Linked DNA regions of Mus musculus: region 2 is linked to region 1. A link is a contact called in public HiCAR-type data. All regions are on one chromosome and are shown on one strand. The core of a region is the stretch at or near the end of the contact, and the rest is flanking DNA. Distances in the headings are between cores, read along the strand shown.

What was found. HiCAR-type assays count read pairs that join an accessible place to other places.
Region 2: a HiCAR-type map of astrocytes shows a contact between it and region 1, with 3 times the contacts expected there. The contact joins two enhancer-like sites. A contact is called at or near these places in 1 of 39 promoter capture datasets (the C10 cell line) and 1 of 115 datasets of contacts at active chromatin or transcription factors (astrocytes).

Annotation. Positions count from the first base shown.
Region 1 is chr8:23,025,567-23,033,185 of GRCm38.p6, reverse strand. The region is part of intron 1 of Ank1 (ankyrin 1, erythroid); the gene reads right to left. Among named protein-coding and RNA genes, the nearest start is that of Gm51563, 7.7 kb to the left of the region's middle. Within about 2 kb of position 4,830, at least 125 of the 459 cell types and tissues checked have an H3K27ac peak or open chromatin away from gene starts, as enhancers often do. A contact at or near this core is called in astrocytes, where this site is marked.
Region 2 is chr8:25,534,597-25,542,215 of GRCm38.p6, reverse strand. The region is part of intron 2 of Fgfr1 (fibroblast growth factor receptor 1); the gene reads right to left. Gm31288 (a long non-coding RNA gene) reads left to right here. Exons shown (of 3, transcript XR_003947368.1): 1 at 1-4,899. Among named protein-coding and RNA genes, the nearest start is that of Gm31288, 7.4 kb to the left of the region's middle. Within about 2 kb of position 4,890, at least 239 of the 459 cell types and tissues checked have an H3K27ac peak or open chromatin away from gene starts, as enhancers often do. A contact at or near this core is called in astrocytes, where this site is marked.

The DNA.
Region 1 (7,619 bases), core at 3,581-6,080:
CCTCTGCTCCCCTGAACCCGGGGAACCCCGAGAAGGTAGGCAGTGTGGGCCTCGCCACCTCTTCATGTGCCAAGGCAGTATGGTGTCACGGCTGTGTGTGATGGGATACTGTGCCCTCTGCCCACAGGCCATCCTCAGTATCTGTAGATGAGTTCCAGGATCGGCAAACACCAAAACCTGAGGTTCTCCCATCGTTCCCATGGCAGCTGTTACACAGAACCTATGCACATTCTCCCACAAACTTAAATGACCTCACTTGGCTCACACTCGCTAATACAATGAAAACCCCATGAGGGGAGCTGCCACACTATTTTCCTATGCATATTATTTTATTGCCCTTTGCCCTAATTGTCTTCAGTTGATAGCTGCTTGAATCCAAGGGTGTGGAATCTAGGAAATGGAAGGTCAATTGTCTATTTTCACTTGTCCGTGTTTTACAAGGTCTTCCCGGAGATTTTGACAAGATTCTCTGGCTACGTCCTAACATGAAATAAAAGTATAATTTCTGTTCGTCAGAACACATTTATCTCTCAAGAGCCCGTCGAAGATGCTTGCGGTGCTTGCCTGCAGGCATCTGTAAACCAAAACACCACGCGTCATAGCTGGGGATGGCCTGGCATCCTGCCATGGAAGACACCCCCTGCACTCTTTGGGATGGCTGCTGGCTGCAGTCCATTATATAAACCACTGTGGTATGGCAGGTCCAGTGGTTCCGAATCACCCATTCTCTTACAGCCCCAATATCGTCTTTGCTCATCATGTCCAAATTCCAGAGGGATTTCTCCATTGTTTCACACACAAAAACAGATTTGAATTTCCAGTATGATATTAGAAAATAAGCAGAAGTTCTGTGGCTGCTTTTCCCTATGGAAGCAGTCCTGGGGTCAGGGGTCAGGGGTCAGGGGTCAGGGGCCTCTGTAGCATTTTCCTGCTGCTGAACCAGGTCACGTTTGTTTATAGCAATTTGTGGCACTTAGGGGATGCTTAATTTTATTATGATTCTCTCTCTCTCTCTCTCTCTCTCTCTCTCTCTCTCTCTCTCTCTGTGTGTGTGTGTGTGTGTGTGTGTGTGTGTGTGGTGTTTGTCTTCTTTATTAAAAGCAAAGTCTTTGGGGGCAGAGATTGCAAGATATTCATCACTACCCTGGGGCTTTAAACCTAATAGATGCCCAGGAACTGCTGCCGTAAGTGCATATATGCACTAAGGGATGAAAGATCTCTTCCAATAAACAATTGTTGAGAATTATAAAGGAAATGAGTTCTGTGGACATCACTAATTTCTGGTGAACCCACAGTAGCTGCCAGAACACATTGTTTCTCCCCTAATTGGACAGAAACCATCTGTTTAATAATCAATTTTTTCCAGGAATTTGGCCTCGTAAAACCTGATTTTTTAAAGAGGGAGGAATCTACCTTTCTCTTGTTGTGTTTTTACCAAATTCCCAAGAGTATCATTGTGACTGCATTTGCAGGGCCACCCAATGGCAGGGAGATGACATCACTTCTTGACATAGAACCTGTGCTCACTTGAAAATTGGGTACTCTTAGCTGATTGGGAACAAGGTAGACTTTCACAGTGCTTGAACTCCGCCCACAACCCTATGGGCTGGAGACCAAACTCCAGATAGAGACAAGCACTCTGTCACCAGGTCACACACCCAGCTCTATTAACCAAACTGTGGGAACCTCATATCCCTCCCAAAAGAAATGTCTTTGAGCGTGCATCATCAACAGATGCACATTTGCTTATTATTTACAAACCACACACAAGTATTATTGTGCCAATACGTTATGAGCACCACAAAACACATGGCAAAATGGGAAGTTTTCAAAGATGAGATATTTCAACCTAGAAAATACACATTCTGGTGTCTTCTTCTTCTTGAAGCCCTTTCCACAATCCACAGAGATGCACAGACCCCATGTTGGGGTACACAGGACTAGGGCTTACAGTAAGGTCGGCAAGCCAGTGTCCTGGAGGCCAGGAGGGCTCACAGGATGCCTAACTAGGCGGGCATCCTTCTAGGTACCTCACTAATGAGTGCTGTGGTCGCAAGGTTGAGATCCATAATTGGCGCTGATGTGCACAGCTGTGTCAGAGATGGCAGCAGAGAACAATTTGGCTGTGATCCCAAATGTCTCACAGGCTGATTGGGTGAACCGAGCTTTATCCAGAGCAAGTCGCTGAGTACCCCGGAGCTACCCTGACTCACTAGGAAGCAGGAAAGCTAACACAACACTCCAGACTGCTCTGAGGAACAGTTGAGGTAACATGGATGTGTTGTAACAGGAGCACTGGGCTTCTACCCAGGTGTCTTGTGTCTCACATAGAGCATGTGATCTTTTTGGAGGTGATACAAGAACTACAGACTACAAAGCCGTTCAGTTTTTGTAGTCTCACTACAAGTCTCCATACCGACACATGGGAGAACTTTCCCTCTACCCAATAGCCAAAGAAAAATATAGTTACTTCGAAATGCTAGAAGGGACAGTCTGGGGGGAGAGTTGTGGTTGGTCAAGATAAGGAAGAGAGTAAGAATTAACAAGCAACAGAAAAAAGATAGCACCCAAGCTTAGGAAAAAAGCAGACATACTTTACTCAGCTCTCCTGTCCTCTGCCTCTCCTCCATCTGAAGCAAACATTATACTGATGTCACTTTTAATGTAGTTGTTTGTATCTTTAGATGCATGATGTAAGTCAAGGCATGTATTAAAAAGGTAAAGAAGAACACGGTGCACTCAGCTCAAGACCGAAATATCACGAACATCAGTAAACCACCTTCTGCCTCTTCCCCAGCTCTCTCTCTCTCTCTCTCTCTCTCTCTCTCTCTCTCTCTCTCTCTCTCTCCCCATGTTCATCTGGGGCCACAGCACACATCTCTGTAGGACTCACATATGTGTCCCTAAGCAGTTCATGGGTTGCTTCTACTGTTTTCCCACTTGAGACAATATGTGGCTGCCATTATCCTTCACACAGTTGGCTTGTGACTTGCTCACACAGGCTTATAAAGTGCTTGGCAGGACGCCCGCACGATCATATGGAAAAAGAAGAATCTAAAACTCACGCACAATGTCTGGATCACAGTATCGACACTCACAACTCAACATACTCTCTTAGTCATTTTTTTCTTTATGTATGAATAATAAATAACTTTTGAAAATGGGAATTATGACACACATGAGATTTTTTTAATTTAATTTTTACTTCATGTGTACCAATGTTTTGCCTGCATGTGCATCTGTGCCTGGTGTCTGTGGAGGCCAGAAGAGGGCATCTGATACTCTGGAACAGGAGTTAGATGTGGTTGTGAGCCACTGTGTAGGTGCTGGGAATTGAACTCAGGACCTCTGGAAGAGCAGCCAGTGCTCTTAACCACTGAGCCATCTCTCCAGCCACTACACCTAAGAATTTGAATCTGTATTTGTTCAGGCCTCGTGTTGTATAAACGTGTGATCCTTTGGACACCTCTGTATTCACGTAAACTATATTGTTCTCAAACAGCTTTTCCCCTCTCGGCCTCCAGCCAGGTGTGTTCCTTTCTCATCTACCTGACAAAACCTACAGCCTCGTCTATATTAATTTTCTTCCTGTCAATAGGTTCAGTCTTTGCTACATGGATTGCGTAATTCACTGCTTGATCGACGCTCTTGTCTTTCTAATAATTCTGACCACTGTCTTGTTCCTGGCCACAGTGTCAGTCCTCAAGACCAACAACTATGTCTCACACGTAGCACGTGCTCAGTAAACATGTGAAGGTTTTCGGAGCGCTCCCTAAGGGCTTGGACTCTTCCCCCTTCTTTCTTGTTCTTTCTATGCATCAGTAAGAGCACCCCAGGCTCAGGAGAGGATTCGAGTCGATGCCTTAGAAAGGCTGGAGGCTCTCTGCCTGTAACTTCCTAATTCTGTTCTACCATCCCTTGGTGGTGCATGCGAGATCTTTGAGATGCACTGATGCAGGGCCGGAAGTATCCTGGGCCTTCCTGGGGCTTACTGACAGTGGGTCATCCTAGGATATGAATGATTCAGGCATCAAAGAAGCAATAATGAGATTTGAACCCTCCTTTGTATTCTATGTTCAAGGCTTTAAAATAAATACAGCAGCCTTTAAAAGAAAAATTAGGCTAGGTGGGATTATAAATTAACACATTTAATTTTCTATCACTAAAATGGCAAAAATGATTTTTCCAGACTCCATTTTATAATGTCCATTACTATTCTCAAACACAAGGTCACACACACACACACACACACACAGCTTTTGTGCAACTTGTCTATATTAATGATGTGCTAAGATCATTTCTGAGTTATTTACCAGTTCTATCTTACAGTTAAAGTGTGCCCGAGGGGAGAGGAAACAGGGCCTTGGGGCTTATCTTTCGATTTGCCATACCCTTACTACCCCTTCTTGGCCCCGCCCACTCCCGACAGCCCTTTCTCACCCAGACCTCACACTTACTCAGCTGTGTTGATTCTAACACACCATTCTCCCTCTCCGAGCTGCTTTCCCTCATTTGTTCTTGCACTGTGGCTTCCCACCAGCTGTGAAAATCCTGTCAGCACCAGCACCCGCTCTGTATGCCAGCGAGTGGAGAAAACTGCAGGTTCCTTCTATGGCACCAGCCTCTATCTCTTGCCAGATCCTTCGGCTTCAACAGCAGCCCAGGGGCATCCAACCACCAGGGAAACAGACATATCCTCCAGAAAGCCTTTCTGCCGGAGAAGCACGGTCACCACCAGAGGGAGTGCATCTGCTCTTCTGGCCTCAGAGTGAACTTGATCACTCTGTGGCTCTTCTGATGAGATGCTATAGGGATAAGCGGTACTGAAATGCTCTCCCTCACCAGGGACTGTCAGTTGGAGGAGTCTAGTTCCCAGTGCGAGGGCAAGCCTGGGAACAGCTCAAAGCAGGTCCCATTTCCCACAGTGCCTCATCTACTGCATCTTAGACAAGGAAACCAAGAAGACCCTCTCCGTGGAAGATCCAAAGGGACACCGGGGGACGCATCTTCAGATTGTGCATGAGTATGCGGGCAGAGGGAAGGACCCTGCAGGCTGGACCTTATCGTGTAGAACCCCTCCCTGCAGCTCCAGAGCGCCCCCTGGTGCCTTCTGGGCCACTGACTTCCCCCAGTCTCACTGGAATACGCCTTGTTTATTTTACAGCCCTCTGCTGTCTGGCATTTCCCCCTGCTATTTACACACCAGGGCCCTGTAAGGACACATGGTTGGTTTTTAGAAGCTTCCTCCTCAAAGCTTCAAAGGAAAACCTCAATTTTGGCATTTCCTAGAAAAAACGATTTAATGTTTCTTCTTGAGGCTCAGGCTGTTGGAACAAAACCAAAAGCTAGGGTCCCCGCAGCACTTGGCACCGCGCCTGTGCTCCTGGGAGCTAGAGGTGCCACTTGGTCCTTGCAGCACAGAGAAGGGATGTTACTGCCCCCATTTCACAGATGTGAAACTGAGGGTGCCTGGGGGTGGGGGTGGAGTGGGGCAGCTGCTGGCAGATCCAGGGAACACAAGCAGAGAGTGAAGTTGGGTCTGTCCCCAGAAGCTCTGCCTCCTGAGTCCCAGTCCCCAGCAGCAGGCTTGCTTTCTACTGTCCAAATCTCCTACGATGTGACAGTCACAGTTTTCTGGAGTACAGCACTCTTGTGATGCTCAGATTTTCTTTGATTCTCTGCATAAATTTACTATGAAATCTTGTGATTTAAGAGGCTACTCTCTCCTTACTGTTTTTTTCTCTCTTTTTTTTTTTAAAGAACTCTGTGTTGGCAGAGTGCTTCCTGGTTTTGTTTCTGATTTTTGCAGTGCTAGGGTTTAATCTGGGCATTTTGAATTCTAGAAAAGATCTCATCCACAGAGCCACAGCCCAACCTTAGAAAAGTTCGTATTTCATAAATGAAGGTCTCCTAGCAGAGTATAGGTATTCCTCAGATAACATCATCAGGAATGTCCAGAATGTTGCTCCTGCCTACAGTGAATACAAACAATTGTTTGTTCAATCTAGTTTGGGGCTAACAAGAATATAATTAAGGCACTTTCAGCTGGTCTGCCTCTCTGGGGAACATCCGGGTTCTCTATGTTCCTTTGGTAAGCTATTAGTCAGGATGGGATGGCCACTATATACTGCCCCAAGTTTCTAGATCAAATCTATAAGTCCTGACAGGCCCAGCCCTGCTTCTCTTTAGGACACACAAAGTTTTGCCAAATACACAGACTACTAGATATACATATAGTTCCCTCTGGGGTCATCTGCTCCCCAAGAGACTTGTTAAAGTGGGACACTATTCTTGAGCTAAATTATCAATCAAAAGTATTCTTCTTTCTGGTATGGCTGCTTTCCACAGATAATGAAATCCCATCAACTTCCTCTAAAGAAAACGTGACCTACATAAAAATGAATAGCAATTAATTCTCAGCTGCAATCTTCAGAGGCTGGAGCTGAGCTAGAGCCCAGAGTCCTAGGAGCCCACTCCATCTTGATTGGGAGGCTGTAGCAGGTAAAGGGACCTTGAGGGACAGGCCCCAAGTATGAAATGATAGCACGAAGGGAAAGGGGTCAGAGCCAAAGAAGAACAGGCAGAATCCAGCACCCAGAGCGCCAGAATATCAGTTCCAGGCCAGGCCTGCTACCAAGAACCCAGAAGAACTCTTTAGATCAATCACAGAAGAATGATTTTTGTAGATGGTGCTTTCTTACCAGGGTGCTAGAGGTAGAATGTATCACAGCCATGTCATCACCTTCAGAGATGGATGTAGTCCATCAGCATGCCCAACGGCTACGTGGTCTCTGCCACCTAAACTTGCTCTTTGGGTTACATTCCTCACTCGAAAGTGAGATGCTTCGGTGGTAACTGTCCCAAGAGGGTCTCCATGAGAATACATTCTTTCCATGAAAGAACAGGTTAGGAGTGGGGGTGCACTTAGGGGAGGGGTGAAACAGGATCTCAAGTCCAGCTTAGGCAACATGGCAAGATGCTCTCTCAAAAACACAGCAGAGACAAATGAGGGAACTAGGCAACAACCGACCGAAGATGCAGGGTCCAGACTCTGGCTTGATCTTGACTGAATTCCTTAAGACTCTGAACCTGTCTGCATCTCCCTTCTCCCAACAGTAAAACCAGAAGCCAGTTATGATGATAGTGCACACACCTGAAGAGCGAGGGCAGGCTGTGTATCTACTTGCTCCTGACACAAGGCAAGCCCAGAGAAGTTCTGACTATGCTAAAGGATAACCAGGGTAGACCTGGGGTTCTCATTCTAGAGTATCTGCCTAAAGTGAAAACCTGAGTGGTTGTTCTAGAAAATCAACCCAATGTTCTTGGTGGAGAATCATCCACCTACTGTAACCCACCCAGAAGGCAGTCACTACTCAGCCACCAGCTCTGGACACATGGAGATGTCGAGGTTGCGAATTGCATGGGCTCATGTGTAAGACAGTCTGGAGGAGGCAAGATTCTGGGTGTGGAAAACAGACCTAGGGGCCAGTGGGTGGGAATGGGACGCCCATGAGAGAGGCTTTGTGAGGCAGAAGACCTGTTCTGTCTCGACTGAGATGAAGTACGTGACTCTGTGCATTTATCAAGACTTGGGGATTGAATAAAAGAGAAACATGTGT
Region 2 (7,619 bases), core at 3,641-6,140, 2.5 Mb before region 1:
CTCAGCTAAGCAACCCTAATGACCTCTGGGAAGAGAGGTCTAACATTCACTCAGTGGCAGGCCCAGATTAAGCCAACACAGTTCAGCAGAGACAGACAACTGTGCTAGAGAGCCTAGTACCTTGATTCTGGGCTAGTGATGTCCTGTGAAGACCCAGTCTCCATGTGGGCTAACCCCCAGCCCTAGGTGCCTTCTGGCTTAGCGTCCACATTTCACCCGAACGCCAAGATTCTAGAGTCACTGTGCCCGGCCAACTTTTCATTTTTAAGATTAGAGTTGTTAGGGTGTGGAGAGATGACTGAGTGGTTGAGTAGTGACAGGGACCTGGGGTTCAACTCCCAGCACCCACATGGAGGCTCACAACCATCTGTAGGTCCAGTTACAGAGGACCCTAGCAGGGTGCTGTACACACTCAGTGCATGTAAATGCATTGCAGCCCAAACACAAAGCAGGTAAAATTTAAAAGATGAAAATAAAATTGAAAACAAAGAGGTACCTTTTTTAAAAAAATGAAAATGGAGCCAACATAGTATAGTGGTGCACAGCTCTCTAATCCCCGAGCTCGGGAGGTAGAGGCAGGTAGTTCTCTGCAAGTTTGCAACCAGCCTGATCTACATCGTAAGACAGGTTCATAACCACTTGTAATTCCAGCTTTGGGGGATCTGACACTCTCTTCTAACTTCTGTGGGCTGCAGTCCTGTGCACATACATACATACATACATACATACATGTAATTAAAAATAAATCTTAAAAAAAAACCTTCCAACTATAATATAAGGAAAGTAGAAACTATACCATATTCTAGGCTACTCGCAAGCCATGCAGCCTTGGCTGCAAAATAACTGATTCTTCATAAACCATTTTGAGATGAGGCGTTTTGAAAACTGAACCCAGACCCTCACACATGTCAAACAAGCATCCAGCCAAACACTAAGTTACAACCTCTACCTAAATAGTCTCAAACTCCCAATCCCCCTGCCTCAGCCACCCAAACAGATTACAGGCATGTTCCTCCATTGGCTAAGATTAGGCTCTATGTTTCCTGCTTTGGCCAAGCTTCAGGTAAAAGGAAGTCCGGCAAACACATTTAAAGTGGGCCAAACTATGATATAGAGTAGGTTGGATGTACTAAAGCATTTTTAAAAATTCTTTATTGTCATTCTGTATGTGCACACCCACCCCACCCCCTACACCCGTGGAAGCCAAAGGACAACTTTGTGGAGCGGAGTCACCCCTTCTCCCATTACAGAAGTTCTGGGGATTGAATTCAGCAGCAAGTGATCACCCAGGCTTTACGTGTAGCAAGTGTTTTTCCTGCTACACCATCTTGTCAGCTGTGAGTATGCGATACTTTTTTTTAAAGATTTATTTATTTATTTATCTATTTATTTATTATATGTAAGTACACTGTACCTGTCTTCAGACGCACCAGAAGAGGGCATCAGATCTCATTACGAGTGGTTGTGAGCCACCATGTAGCTGCTGGAATTTGAACTCAGAACCTTCGGAAGAGCAGTCAGTGCCCTTAACCACTGAGACATCTCTCCAGCCCTATGCTATACTTTTAATTATTACTTTAGAATGTCACCCATTACATAGGAAAGGTTTTGGCTTAAGTTTAATCCCTGGGACTCACATAGTGGAAGAAGAAAACTGACTCCAGCCAGTTATCCTCTGATCTACAAGCACACACATGCACTTCTTCCTTTTTTAAAAAATTTCACCATAAAATTAGGTGCAGTGATATAAAAGCCTCAGCACTTGGGAGACGGAGGCAGGAGGATTGGGAGTTTGAGGCTAGCCTGGTGTAGATGAGAGCCCATCTTTAAAAAGAAAAAAGTTCACTATAAAACAATGTTTCACACTATGCCAAGAGCAGCCTCACACATTCAATGTTCCTCCAACTTTGGCTGTATCCTGATCTCTTGTACTTGGTTTAAACTTGTGTTGGCTTATTGTGGCCTAAGACCAAGGTCAAATACCATATACACAGAGGTACGCACTATATAGCCTAGGTGTGCTGGGCTACACTTTGTAAGTTTGTAAGAACACTTTATTTTGCTTGCATGATGACAAAACCTTTTCATAGTACAAGCCTCCAGACACCGTTAAGGCAACAAATCAATATAATCAATATAAATACGTCTCTGTATATCCAACCATAATGAAATTAATGAGCTGGTACTGCCTGCAGATAAGCAGTTTGCCCCTTTACTTTGAGCCCTTTGGCCCTCTTATGCAGTGTGAGATGTTCTTATATATCTTGTCTTTATTTGATGTGGGCTTCAAGTATCACTCCCTAATTGGGTTATTTATTATATCTGCAAGTCTATGAAAACATATGGGAGTGTACCACTTTAATCTCAGCATTCCAGTGATGGAGGCAGGGGAATCTCTATGAGTTTGAGGCCAGCCTGGTCTACAGAGTGTGTCACAGGACACCCAGGGCTACACAGAGAAATCCTGTCTTTAAAATCATAATTAAAAACAAAAAAGAAAGAAAGAAGAGAAAATGCCACAGAGCAATCCACTACACACAGCCTAAATCATTTCCTGATAGCAGAAGGGTAAAAATTCTGTAACCCACACAATGCAATATTATATAGTTACTACCAAAAAAAAATCTATATAGGAACAGATTTAAGATATAAGCCAATATATACAGTATAAATTCCATTTCTCAGATATAAACACAAGAAGAAAATCTAAAAAAAAACAAAAAACAAAAAAGATTCAGGCCAACTGTGATTATTGATGGATGATGAGAATCTAAGACATTATTTATCTGTCTGTACAAGCCTGTAGTTTCTGATTTCTTGTTATAAACACATATCAAAATAGTGTTTTGGAGGTTTTCTTGTTTGTTTTTATTTTTGTTGTTTTATTGATTGATTGTTCTGTTTTGCTTTTTGAAACAGGGTCTCTGTAGACCAGGCTGGCCTCTAATTTACAGAAATTCACCTGCCTCTACTTTCAGAGTACTAGAATTAAAGGTTCTACATCCATCAAATCAATGTTCTTAAAGACTGACAGTGTCTGGGCTGGAGAGATGGCTCAGTGGTTAAGAGCACTGACTGCTCTCCCAGAGGTCCTGAGTTCAATTCCCAGCAACCACATGGTGGCTCACAACCATCTGTATGTAACTTTAGTTCCGGGGTGTGTGTGTAGGGGGGGAGCTGACGCCCTCTTCTGGTCTTGTCCGGAACTGCAAGCACTGCATGCACACAACACACATAAAATAACGTGGAAACAAAAGAAACCCCAAGAAAGGGGTGGCCTTTTAAATAAAATCTTAGTGGGGACCCAGACTAAATCTTAAGGGTAAGAATTAAGTACATATGATTAAAGAATTATAAAAAGTTGGGCGGGGACGGGTGGGCATTTCATGTAAAAGGAGAGGGACAAGCAATGGTCATATATATGGTGCATGCTACGGTCAAGGAAAAAATAGGAATATACTTGGCTAGATGGGGGAGAATCAGTGAAGGAAGAGGCCGGTAACCAGCCTGAGCCTAGCAGTCTCTGTGGGGACCATGGGGGAGGAAAGGCTGAGTCCTGGACTCAATTTTCTTTGCTAATTAACCATTTGAAATTTCAGTCCTGACGTTTTCTATCCAGACTCACAGGCGGCAAGTCTACATTTTGCTGAATTCCCGGGCCCTCTTACCCACTTTGCCTACACATTCAGGGTCTGGGGAACGGCTGCTTTCAGGCTAACCAAGAGTACCGCTGCCCCCAAATCACCTCTCTTACAGGAGCTATCCCAGGAGGCTCAGGAGCACAGCAACTCAGCAGATAGGACCACCGGTGTACTGGGTTTCAACTCTCACCCTAGCCTTGCTCCGTATGCAGGACATGATTCCCGAATGAAGACAGCAGGAACCATGTGTGGTATGGGGTAAGTGGACAGTGGTGTTAGCCAAAGACCCGATGGGGTGAGGGAGGCAGTGGCTCAAGCCCAGGGCTCTCTACTTACAGCCATTTAGAGGGCCCAGGTGACTAGGTTCCTACCGGTCACACTACAGGCTGACAGAGCAAACTAAAAGTCAGAGGCAGCCCAGACTCCAAAAGGCTTCTCTTAAGGCCATGGGTCTCAACCTCCTAACACTGCGACCATTAAATACAGTTCCTCGTGTTGTGGTGACCCCACCATCACCATAAGATTATTTTGTTGCTACTTCCTAACTGTAATTGTGACACTGTTATGCATCTGAGAATCTGTTATGAGCACTGTTACGAAGCTGAGGAGAGAGAGCAGCCGGGTCACTCCCGGTTAGGGGAGAAACAGTTGTCTGGTTTCCAGGGAAGAGGGAAGTAAGGATGTGGGGGATGGGGGGTGGGGATGGGGGGGATGAGCAAAGAGACTTCCCAATAGCCTCGAGGAATGAGGCCTTATAAAAACAGGGCAGAGCTGCTGGTCAGACTCTCTGACCTGGCTCTCACCTCCTGGATAATGATCCCCAGAAGTCACTTCCCCAAGGCCATCAATGACATCCCAGAGACACCCTGCTCCTTGACAGAAAGGACCCATTGCTTAGGCCCTGCCCACCCACTCGGGACGCAGCAGAAGCACGCTCTCACAGAAGCCAGCTCCCTCCGGTTCTGCCCTCCCCACAGGTAGTCCCAGACTCGGGGTGACAGAATCCTGGCTGGATTCTTTGTATGGCCTCCCTCCCTGCCCCCCCACCCCTACTCCCCCACCGACAGCAAGTCCTCTGGACAACCATTTGTTCTTTCTTCCCTGAGAAATTCCTCCTCCTCCCCCCTTACTTTGGGGAGCGGCTGGCAACGGCAGAGTGGAAAAATGAGTGAGGCTAATGGTGTAGCAATGCGGAGGCCCGAGCCAAGAACACAGCCTTGAGCGGCTCGGCTGCCCGGGGCCTCGCTGATCCGGACACGTGAGTACCCTCACATTCTCTCACAGGCTGAGCACGGCCCTCCCTCCCCACCCCACCCCCCTCCGCTAGCAAGCACCTTTCAGAAGCGCTGGTTCTACCTCCAGGGAGGGGATGCACAATGACGTAGGGAAACCTGGCAACAGACTTCATGGACCTAACCCCCCAACCCTCGCTTGAACAACAACAAAGGGGGGGGGCATCATTTAACACCTTTCATTCTGGAATCCTCTACTGTCCAGTGGGTTAGAAACAAACAAGGTCTTTTCACAAGAAATTTTACTGGGGGTGGAGGGTGGCCACGGTGTGTCCCCCAAAGTGTTCCAAGCCAGCTATGTAACCTTACTCCTTAGGTCACACCAACAAGCAAAAGCTGCCTGGACTACAGCCTGCCTGTCAGTGATACACACTGCATACCTAGCTAGACTCCCAGGCAGCTAGGTTGAAATCCACACCCTCTTGGACCAGTGGCAGCTCAGGACCCCTAGTGGGGTGGGCGTGGGAGGGCTACCAGGGAGCTACAGCTGAGGCCAGGGCCAGATTTTGGCAGCACCCCCAGCCTTTCCCCATAGGCACAGGTTTTTTCGGCAGAACAAGGACAAAGCCGGGCTTTGTGGTACACAGCGGGCCTGCAGCCTGCAGCTTTTCCATTTAACGTAACCTCTCCTCCCTCATCCTGCCACCAGACTCCTTCAAATCTGGGTGGGTGGGAGGAGCTGTAAAACCTCAGCCATTAAATCTCTTATGAGATGCAGGTTTCTGTGGACGGAGGAAAGCATTTCAAGGCTGGAAGTCTCACACTGGCTTGCTCCTTTAGGGTGCTCAGGGAACAGGGAAGCAGAGGCCGCCATTCCCAACTACAAGTGGCCCTGCAAAGTTTTGGACGTACCCACTCACTGATGCCTCAAGTCCTGCTCTCGGAGACAAATACATGCAAGCAGTCTTCCTCAGACTCCTAAACTTTTGGAAGCCGGTATTCTGCCCCTGGGCCTGTGTCCCAGTTTCATTTTACACACAAACCCCAAAACCCAATCTGAAGAAACAAAGCTTAAGACTCGGTAATATGGCAAACGGGAGAAGGACGGGGTGGGGTGGGGTGGGAGAGGAGGCTGGTTTTCCTGGAATCCTTATTAAATCAACTTTGTAAGGACAGCCAGAAACTGCAGGCCTCCTGGGTCCCTTCAGGGCAGGGGCGTTTGCAGAGGACTGCCAGGATTGTGCTCAGTCAGGGGAGGGGCTGCCATCTCCTCGCCGCCTCCCCTAAAGCCTTCCCAAGTGCAAGCAAAGTCTGGGATGATTTGTTTTTAACTTGTGGACCAATCTTTGTCACATAAAGTACAGTTGTTTTGTATTGTTTTGTTTTTAAAGACAATAGCAGCATTACTTAATCATCAGCATGGCCAAGACTACAGTACACGGCATGTCTGTGAGGTTCCAAAGTTTACAGGGCATGGACAGGGCATATTCCTCTGACATCACAGTTAATAGTGGGTCTGTGTTCTTTCAAAACTGCCCCCCCCCCACAACAGGGTGTGGTGGCATAAGTCTTTAATACCAGCATTCAGAGGCAGAGGCAGAGGCAGAGGCAGAGGCAGAGGCAGGTGGATCTCTGAGTTCGAGGCCAGCCTGGTCTATATAATAAGAGCCGGGGCATTCAGGGCTACAGAGTGAGACTTTGTCACAAAAAAATAGGGAAGGAAATGAAATAATACAGTGGCCCACGTGGGTATCACAGGTGATTAGATTCATACGTCATCATGAGACTTCGTCCTTGACAGGAAATCCTCGAACAAACATCGCTAGTGTACGGAGACAGGAAGTGACAGGACAGAGGTTGGAGACAGCAAGAAGCATGGGAAAGGCTTTTGGGGTGACACACTGATCTCTCGACTAGGATGGTAGCAACATAAGGTGTAGGCCTTATGAAAACTCACTGAGCTGCACATTTCATACTACATAAATTATCCTTCAACCAACTGACTCCAGCTATGACTACTACACAGACTCTTCCACCCCTCCCCTCCCCTTCTATTCCCAGAACCACTACTGTGCCTAGGTTTCGTGGCACAAACCTTTCATCCCAGGCAGATCTCTGAGTTCGAGGCCAGCCTGGTCTACAAAGCGAGTTCCAGAACAAGCAGTACTACACACAGAGACCGTGTCTCAAATAAACAAAAAGAAAACAGGTAAAAAGGTCATAGGTCCCCTGCTTTGGTCTCCACCTTGGCAGCTCAGCAGCTTCAACGACCCTCCCCCTCCACTTAAAATTCCTCACGTGGGGGCAGGGAGAGAGGGCTCAGGGTTAAGAGGGCTGGCTATATCCGTCAAGAAGACCCAGGTTCAATTCTGAGCACGCACATGGCAGCTCACAACTGTCTAGAACTCCAGTTTCAAGGGATCTGACACCTTCACACAGATGCACACACGAACAAGACACCAATGCACGTAAAAAATTATTTAAAAAAATAAGTAAAAAGTCATTTAAACTTTCTTATAAGAGGACCATTTGGAAACTGCCTGCCTGCAAGGGCCTGGCATGAGATCTGAACTGTCTGTCTGCTTTCCTTCCTTGGGCTGTAAAGAGTTTGTTAGAGGAGAAAAGGTGGAGGATGAGACTGGAAAGGAGGAGGAAGAAGAGAGAAAAGGACCGGGAGGGAAGAGGAGCTGGCGTCCGACTATTTAGCAAAACCCATGGATTCTCTCCTAGAATTCGGCCATCACTC